2 separate regions of the Callithrix jacchus genome follow, and region 2 is linked to region 1. A link is a contact called in public Hi-C data. All regions are on one chromosome and are shown on one strand. The core of a region is the stretch at or near the end of the contact, and the rest is flanking DNA. Distances in the headings are between cores, read along the strand shown. Region 1 holds the start of NR1H2 (nuclear receptor subfamily 1 group H member 2). Region 2 overlaps MYBPC2 (myosin binding protein C2).

Region 1 (4,517 bases), core at 952-3,451:
ACCTCCTGGGTTCAAGGGATTCTCTTGCCTCAGCCTCCCAAGTAGCTGAGATTATAGACTTGTGCCACCACGCTCAGCTAACTTTTGTATTTATAGTAGACATGGGGTTTCACCATTTTGGCCAGGCTGGCCTCGAACTCCTGACCTCATGTGATCCATCCGCCTCGGCCTCCCAAGGTGGCTCATCCCAACAGGCATGAGCCACCACATCTGGCCACATTTTTCAACTCTAGAATTTCTGCTTGATTCTTTTTAATTATTTTAATCTCTTTGTTAAATTTATTTGATGGAATCTGAATTCCTTCTCTGTGTTATCTTGAATTTATTTGAGTTTCCTCAAAATGGCCATTTTATTATTTTTATTTATTTTTTTTTTTGAGATGGAGTCTCACTCTGTCACCCAGGTTGGAGTGCAGTGGCATGATCTTGGCTCACTGCAACCTCCACACCCCGAATTCAAGTGATTCTCCTGCCTCAGACTCCCGAGTAGCTGGGATTACAGGCATCTGCCACCTCGCCTGGCTCATTTTTGTGTTTTTAGTAGAGATGAGGTTTCACCATCTTGGCCTGGCTGGTCTTGAACTCCTGACCTTGTGATCCACCTGCCTCAGCCTCCCAAAGTGCTGGGATTACAGGCGTGAGCTACTGCATCCGGCCAGCTATTTTAAATTCTCTGTCGAAAGGTCACATATCTCTGTTTCTCAAGGATTGGTCCTTAGTGGTTTATTTGGTTCGTTTGGTAAGGTCATTTATTCCTGGATGGTCTTGATGCTTATAGATGTTCATTGGTGGCTGGGCACTGATGAGTTAGCTATTTATTTATTTAATTAATTTAGTGAGATGGAGTTTTGCTTTTGTTGCCCAGCTGGAGTGGAATGGCACAATCACAGCTCACTGCACCTTCTGCCTCCCAGGTGCAAGCGATTCTCCTGCCTCATCCTCCCCAGTAGCTGGGACTACAGGCACCTGCCACCATGCCTGGCTAATTTTTGTATTTTTGGTAGAGACGGGGTTTCATCATGTTGGTTAGGCTGGTTTCCTACTCCTAACCTCAGATGATTCTCCCAACTCAGCCTCCCAAAGTGCTGACACATTACAGACATGAGCCACTGCACCTGGGCATGTTCGGTGTTTACTGTAGTCTGCAGACAAGGCTTCTCTGTACCTGTCCTTCTTGGGGAGGCTTCAAAGGTACTTGGATGTTGTGATCTCAGCCATGTCTGCATTAGGGGGCACCCCAAGCCCATGAATGCTGTGGTTCTTGCAAACTCATAGAGGTACTGCTGGATAAAGGATCCAGAAGAATTATCTGGATTACCAGGCAGAGACTCTTGTTCTCACCTGAAGTCGGGAGTTCAAAACCACCCTGGCCAACATGGTGAAACCCCGTCTCTACTAAAAAAAAAAAAAAAAAAAAAAATTAGCTGGGTGTGGTGACAGGTGCCTGTAATCCCAGCAACTCGGAAGGCTGAGGCAGGATAATCACTTGAACCCGGGAGGCGGAGCTTGCAGTGAACCAAGATTGCGCTTCCACACTCCAGCCTGGGGAACAGAGGGAGACTCCGTCTCGAAAAGAAAAAAAAAAAAAAAAAGAAAGAAAAGGCTAGGTGAAGTGGGGTGTATTTGGGAGGCTGGGGGTGTCATCCTAGCCCTTTGGGAGGCTGAGACAGGAGGATCGCTTGAGGCTGGGAGTTGGAGACCAGTCTGGGCAACAAAGGGAGACACTGTCTGTACAAAAATGTTTTAAATTGGGCGTAGTGGCACACTCCTGTAGACCCAGCTACTGGGGAACGTGAGGCAGGAGGATCACTTGAGCCCAGGAGGCTGAGGCTGCAGTGAGCCGTGAGCATGACACTCTGCACTCCATCCCGAGCGACAGAGTGAGACACTGTATCAGTAGAAATAAATACATAAGTAATGGTAAAGACTCACTTTGTGAATTCCTTGCCCTGGGGGATTTTCCTGAAACAGCTGACTGTGTCTCTGATAACTCTTACCACCCCCCGCTTTGTTTTCTCAGTCAGAGCACTCGATTTAGGGCCCTTCAATTCGCCCCCCGACTCTTTCCGGCGGCAGCACCTCATCCAACTCCACGCAAGCGCCCCTAGTTTCTGAGAGGCCGCGCCTGCAAATTCACACGTGGCCACACGGTGGTGCTGTGGGCCTGTTTTCCCAGCCAACATTCCCCAGCCGCCACCTCTATTTCTAGAGCTGGACTACTGTAACACCATGCTCTTTCCAGCTTCCCATTCCAGGCTTCCGCCCTAGCGGTTCCTACCGCCTGGAATGCCGACTTGCTCGCTTTCTGCACCCTATGGGAAAGGAGCAGAACAGAGCTTCCTCCTTAACTCCCCTGCCCGGGCTTACTGGGAGGTCTTCTGCTGAATATGGCCCTGCCAGTGGGACCTGGATCTCCCCATCTTATCTCTCATAGGGATGTGACCAGGTCGGCCTCCACCATCAGAGGAGCACCATCTCCAGAGTCGCCCAACACAATCTCTCCTGAAGCCTCCGGATGTCATTAGGTAAAGCATTGCGAGATTTTTAAACCCGTCACTTTATTTACTAAAATAACCTGGTAAGAATTATCGCCCACTTTACGGGGTTGGGGGGCGGGTGCTGCGGTGCAGGTGGGGGTCAAGAGGAGGCAGTCCAGGTGTACTTGGAAGGCAACTGAACCTGGTTCTTGAAGCTCCAGACAGGAAGTAATCTACCCAGATGCCTTGCATTGTCTTTGCCCGGATTACTTTTGCTCCCGTTCCATTGGCGGGAATCTGTCACGTGGTTGCTCCTGGCTGCAAGGACGACTGGGAAATGTAGTCCAGTTGTGTGTCCAAACGCAATGTCTTTGGGTGACTCAGCCACTGTGGGCCACATCTGACCCCACAGGGCATCAAATTCGGACCCACCTTTCCTCTATGATCTTATATTGCACCTTCCCGTGGTCTTGCATTAGTTTTTTTGTTTTTGTTTTTTTGAAGTGGAGTCTTGCTCTGTCGTCCAGGCTGGAGGGCAATGGCGGTGATCTCAGCCCACTGCAACCTTGTCTTCCCAGGTTCAAGCAATTCTCCTGCCAATTTTTATATTTTTAGTAGAGATATGGTGTTGCCATGTTGGCCACAGTGGTCTTGAACTCCTAACCTCAGGTGATCTGCCCACCTTGACCTCCCAAAGTGTTGCGATTACAAGTGTGAGCCACTGTGCCCTGCCCTCACATTAATTTTAATGGGAAAAATTGCAATTACTTTTGGACAAACCTAATAGTAGATGCTGTCATTTACCAGATTTCAGCCTAATATCCTTGGCATAAATTTGCAAATATAGGCCAGGCACGGGGGCTCACACCTGTAATCCCAGCACTTTGGAAGGCTGAAGCAGGCAGATCACTTGAAGTCAGGAGTTCAAGACCAGCCAGCCAACATGGCAAAATCCTATCTCTACTAAAAATACAAAAATTAGCTGGGCGCGGTGGCTCAAGCCTGTAATCCCAGCACTTTGGAAGGCTGAAGCAGGCAGATCACTTGAAGTCAGGAGTTCAAGACCAGCCAGCCAACATGGCAAAATCCTATCTCTACTAAAAATACAAAAATTAGCTGGGCGCGGTGGCTCAAGCCTGTAATCCCAGCACTTTGGGAGGCCGAGGCGGGCGGATCACAAGGTCAAGAGATCGAGACCATCCTGGTCAACATGGTGAAACCCCGTCTCTACTAAAAATACAACAAATTAGCTGGGCATGGTGGTGCGTGCCTGTAATCCCAGCTACTCAGGAGACCGAGGCAGGAGAACTGCCTGAACCCAGGAGGCGGAGGTTGTGGTGAGCTGAGATCGCGCCATTGCACTCCAGCCTGGGTAACAAGAGCTAAACTCTGTCTCAAAAAAAAAAAAAAAAAAAAAAATCAGCCAGGTATGGTGGTGTGCACCCATAGTCCCAGTTGCTTGGGGTGGGGGTTGGGGGCAGCGCTGAGGTGGGAGGATCTCTTGAGCTAGCAAGGTCAAGGCTTCAGTGAGCCAAGACTGCACCACTGCACTCTAGGCTGGGTGAGAAAGTGATACCCTGTCTCAAAAAAAAAAAAAAAAAAAAAGGAAGGAAGGGAGGAAGGGAGGCAGAAAGGGCTAGGCATGGTGGCTCACACTCCAGCCTGGGTGACAGAGCGAGACTTTGTGAAGAAAAGAAAGAAAGAAAGAGATGGAGAGGGAGAGAGGGAGGGAGGGAGAAAAGGGAAGGAAGGAAGGAGAAGAGGAGGAGAAGAAAGAAAGATGGAAGGAGGGAAAGAAGGAAGGAGGGAAGGAAGGAGAGGAGGAGAAGAAAGAGAAAGAAGAAAGAAAACATAAAGGAGGAGGAGGAGAAATAGGGAAAAAAGACAGATAAAAACAAATGTTGGTGTGGATGTGGAGAAACTGAAGCCCTGGTAGTGGGGATAATGCACGCAGTCTCGCAGTGTGGTAGTTATTAAAAGAAAAAAAATTATTTTTGAGACAGTTTAGCTCTTGTTGCCCAGGCTGGAGTGCAATGGCTC
Region 2 (4,517 bases), core at 569-3,068, 83 kb after region 1:
TGTATTTTTATTAGAGATGGGGTTTCACCATGTTGGTCAGGCTGGTCTCAAACTCCTGACCTCGTGATCTGCCTGTCTTGGCCTCCCAAAGTGCTGGGATTATAGGTGTGAGCCACCACGCCTGGCACTTCCGCTATTTTCTATTAGGCACAGAAAGTCAGAGGCCAGCTCTGAGTCAAGGGCTGGGAAACAGATTCCAGCACTTGATGGGGATGCTGCAAGGTTGCGTTGCGAGGGTGTGGGCACGGGCAGGGGCAAGCCTCCGGCCATGTTTGCACAGTCAGCATGGCTCCAGCTCAGAAAATAAGAAGCTGGAATTCAACAGGTGGCACGTGGACACCTAAGACAAACACCTCATTATCTACAGCATGCGGAGAGCCACCATGATGGCCGGAAAGCATCGTGCCATCCAGGGCTTCCTGGCAGTAGCTCTTAGTGGGATGTAGGGTTCCCACTGTGTACTGTGTAGGGAACCATGCTGGCTGGTGGTCTCAATAATGATGGTAATGGCCAGGTGCAGTGGCTCATGCCTGTAATCCCAGCACTTTGGGAGGCCAAGTTGGGAGGATCAGTTGAGTTCAGGAGTTTGAGAGCAGCCTGGCTGGCCAACATGGTGAAACGCCGTCTCTACTAAAAATATAAAAATTATCTGCGTGTGGTGGAGCATGCCTGTAGTCCCAGATACTCAGGAGGCTGGGGCGGGAGAATCACTTGAACCCAGGAGGCAGAAGTTGCAGTGAGCCAAGACTGTGCCACTGTACTCTGGCCTAGTGACAGGGTGAGAATCCATCTCAAAAAAAAAAAAAACAACCCACCCCAACGCACACATAATGATAACACGTCCTGACACTTACAGGGCACCTATAAGTGCCAGGTACTTCTCTAGATGCCTTGTTTTTTTTGAGACAGGGTCTCAATCTGTCACCCAGCCTGGAGTGCAGCGGTGCAGTCACAGCTCACTGAAGCCTTGTTCTAGGCTGGAGCAACTCATCACCCAGCCTCCCCAGATGCTGAGATTACAGGCGTGAGCCACCATGCCCAGCCAAAGGACTGTATCCACCTGTTTATTTATTTATTATAGAGATAGGGTTTCCCCGTGTTGCCCTGGGTGATCTCCAACTCCTGGGCTCAAGCGATTCTCGATGCTCAGCCTCCCAAAGTGCTGGGATTACAGATGTGAGCCACTGTACCCTTCTCCATGCTTTACAACAACCTTGATGTAGATTGGCATCATTACCCCTATTTTATAGATGAAGAAACAGAGGCACAGAGAGGTTAAGTAACTTGCCCAAGGTCACACAGCCACCGATTTGAACCTAGGCCACAGCACTCCAAAGCCCTGGATAAGAATGCAGGCATGTGAATTGCACTGAGGGAAGCCAATGTGGGGGTGCAGCCCCATGGTGGTTCCCAGGGCAATCTGGCCCCAGCTCTACCCTGCTCCCCTACTTCTTAGGTTCCACAAGCTGGTGATCGATGACGTCCGCCCGGAGGATGAAGGAGACTACATGTTTGTGCCTGATGGCTACGCCCTGTCACTCTCGGCCAAGCTCAACTTCCTGGGTGAGGATGCCCTTCCTCCTTCCCTGTGGGCTGTACAACCCATCCTCCCAGACCCAGGGCCCAGGATGTCCCCCTCCAGGATTAAGGTTCCCTGAGTGCGAATGAGGACGACAGCAGGGGTCTGTCCCGCTCATGGCTGGAGTCAGAAGACAGAGGGAGAGCGCTGAACTCCCCGCTGACTGCTGCCTGGGAGGAGAGGTGGCTCCTGGGCCTGAACCTGTCCCCAGCACTCCAGTTCCCAGGGAGACTGCCAGACCCTCCCCTCTTCCTCTGGGCTGTGAAGGCAGGGCGAGGGGCCTGCTGGGTTTAGATCTAACCGTCCAGTCTTTGTCTTCCAGAAATCAAGGTGGAGTATGTTCCCAAGCAAGGTGAGCACCGGGGACTGCTCTGGGAGCCAGCCAGGGAGGAAGGGAGGGGCCGAGGGAGAGGGGGCAGGGTGAGGAAGGAGGGGCAGGGCGAGAGAGGAGGGGCGGGGTGAGGGAGGAGGGGCAGGGGGCAGCAGATAGATGGGGTGGTCAGCAGAGACCGAGGCACTGGGGTCTTGAGGGAGGAGGTGTTGGGGGCCTGGATCCCTGGGTCTGAGGGAGGAGGAGCTGGGGGCCTGGACTGTAGGATCTGAGGGAGGAGGGGTTGGGGGCCTGGACCCCCAGGTCTCTGTCACTGTTGGAACCCAGGGAGAGGATCTTGGAGATCCTCTCGTCGGGAATGGCCACCCATCCCCAGGGTTCCCATATCTCTTCTGTGCCACCAGAGCCACCAAAGATCCACTTGGACTGCTCGGGGAAGACCTCAGATAATTCGATTGTGGTTGTGGCTGGAAACAAGCTGAGGCTGGATGTGGCCATCACAGGGGAGCCCCCTCCCGTTGCCACCTGGCTGATGGGAGATGAGGTGGGTCGGGGCCTCCCCTCCGTCCTGACTTCCTTTCCCTTTAGGGAAGTCGCTTCTTTCCCCCTGAGCCTCAGTTTCATCCTCTATAAAATGAGGGTGGTGACTCCTTCTTCACAGGATTGTTTTGAAGATTGGAGATTATGTTTGTCCGTCACAGGTACGGGCCTAGCACATGGTGGACGCTCCATCCATTCATCCTTTCACCTTTCAGTTAATTAATCAGGCGATCGACCAGTTTAGCCTGCCAGCCATCTGTAACTCAGCCGCCCATCCACTGATGATTTTTTCATCAACGAGTTGATTAATTCACCCAGCCATCCACTCATCCAGTAATTAATCCATTTGTCCATTTATTCATCAACCAATCCAGTTATCCATTTATCCAGAAACATATCTACCCATTTATCTAGCTATATTTTTTATTATTTAAAAAATATGTATATACATCTATGTGTGTGTAAAATATATATATGTATATACACACACACACACACACACACACACATATATATATATATATATATATATATATATATATATATAGAGAGAGAGAGAGAGAGAGAGAGAGAGAGAGAGAGAGAGGGAGAGAGGGAGAGAGAGATGGAGCCTCACTCTCTCACCCAGGCTGGAGTGCACTGGTGCGATCTCGGCTCACTGTGACCCCTGCTTCCAGGGTTCAAGGAGTGACTCCTTCTTCAGCCTCCCTAGTAGCTGGGATAACAGGCGCTTGCCACTATGCCTGGCTAATTTTTGTAGTTTTTTTGTAGCAATGGGATGTCACCATCTTGGCTAGGCTAGTCTTGAACTCCTGACCTTGTGTTCCACCCACCTCAACCTCCCAAAGTACTGGGATTACAGGCATGAGCCACTGTACCTGGCTATCTATCTATCCATCTGTCTATCTATCTATCTATCTATCTATCTATCTATCTATCTATCATCTATCTATCTATCATCTATCTATCTTCTATCTATCTATCTATCATCTATCTATCTATCTATCTAATTTTTTGAGGGGGGGTTGCACTCTGTCACCCAGGCTGGAGTGCAGTGGAGTGGTCTTGGCTCACTGCAACCTCTGCCTCCCAGGCTCAAGTGATCCTCCCACTTCAGCCTCCAGAGTAGCTGGGATCACAGGAGTATGCCAGCATGCCTGGCTAATTTTTTGTATTTTTGTAGAGACAGGGTTTCACCATGTTGCCCAAGCTGGTCTCCTGAGCTCAAGCGATCCTCCCACCTTGGCCTCCCAGAGTGCTAGGATTACAGGCATGAGCCAACATGCCCAGCCATATCTACAGATTCCTATATCCATCCGTCCAACAAATATTTGAACCTTGCATGCCCCAGGCCCTAGGACAGCTCAGTTTTTCATTTCTCCCTGTGCCTCAGTTTCCTCTTCTGTCAAATGGACAGAGTTGGCTCGACATTCTTGCATTCACTCACTCAGCAGGCATCCCGGAAGGCTTCCTTTGCACCAGGGACTGAGGATGCAGCCATGAGCTGGATGCAGCTCCTGCCCTCCAGGAGCCTTCATTTTATTTAAAATGTATTTATTTATTTTAAAATTTGCCCACCTGTTGCCCACACTGGCCTTGAACTCCTGGGCTTGAGCGATCCTCCTGCCTCAGCCTCCCAAAGTGCTGGGATTACCGGCGTGAGCCACTGCGCCCTGCTCAGGAGCCTTCACTCTTGTGGAGAGGCTAATTAACACCTGCCCAAGCAGCCATGGTCCAGAGTGCTCTGACTGAGATAAAGGGAGGTTCTAGAAGCTATGAGAACCCAGGGGTTGGAGCCAGCACTTCCAGCTGAGGGCATCCAGGAAGGCTTCCTGGAAGAGGTGTCTTCTGAGTGTGTCCTGAAGGATGAGTAAGAGCCTAGTGTTGCATGTACAGGGACCAGCCTTGCAAAATCTCTGGGACAAGACAGTTCGGTGTTTTTAATGAAGGACGGCATTTGGAGGTGGAGGACGGCAGCGGAGCGCGAGGACCCTGTGTGTCGATGGGAAACCATGGGAGGATCCTGAGCAGGGCAGTGGCAGAGGCAGGCCTGGGTTTGCTTGGGGA

Evidence for each region. A called contact is a pair of places that touch in the nucleus more often than the background predicts.
Region 2: a contact with region 1 is called in a Hi-C map of skeletal muscle, with 5 times the contacts expected there. The contact joins the enhancer-like site here to the promoter of NR1H2 in region 1. A contact is called at or near these places in 2 of 3 Hi-C or Micro-C datasets (induced pluripotent stem cells and skeletal muscle).

The regions. Positions count from the first base shown.
Region 1 is chr22:44,015,445-44,019,961 of calJac240_pri, forward strand. NR1H2 (nuclear receptor subfamily 1 group H member 2) reads left to right here and starts at 2,202. Exons shown (of 10, transcript XM_054250560.2): 1 at 2,202-2,525.
Region 2 is chr22:44,098,388-44,102,904 of calJac240_pri, forward strand. MYBPC2 (myosin binding protein C2) reads left to right here. Exons shown (of 28, transcript XM_035285914.3): 14 at 1,457-1,563; 15 at 1,902-1,931; 16 at 2,315-2,454. Among named protein-coding and RNA genes, the nearest start is that of MYBPC2, 19 kb to the left of the region's middle. Within about 2 kb of position 1,819, at least 1 of the 16 cell types and tissues checked has an H3K27ac peak or open chromatin away from gene starts, as enhancers often do. A contact at or near this core is called in skeletal muscle, where this site is marked.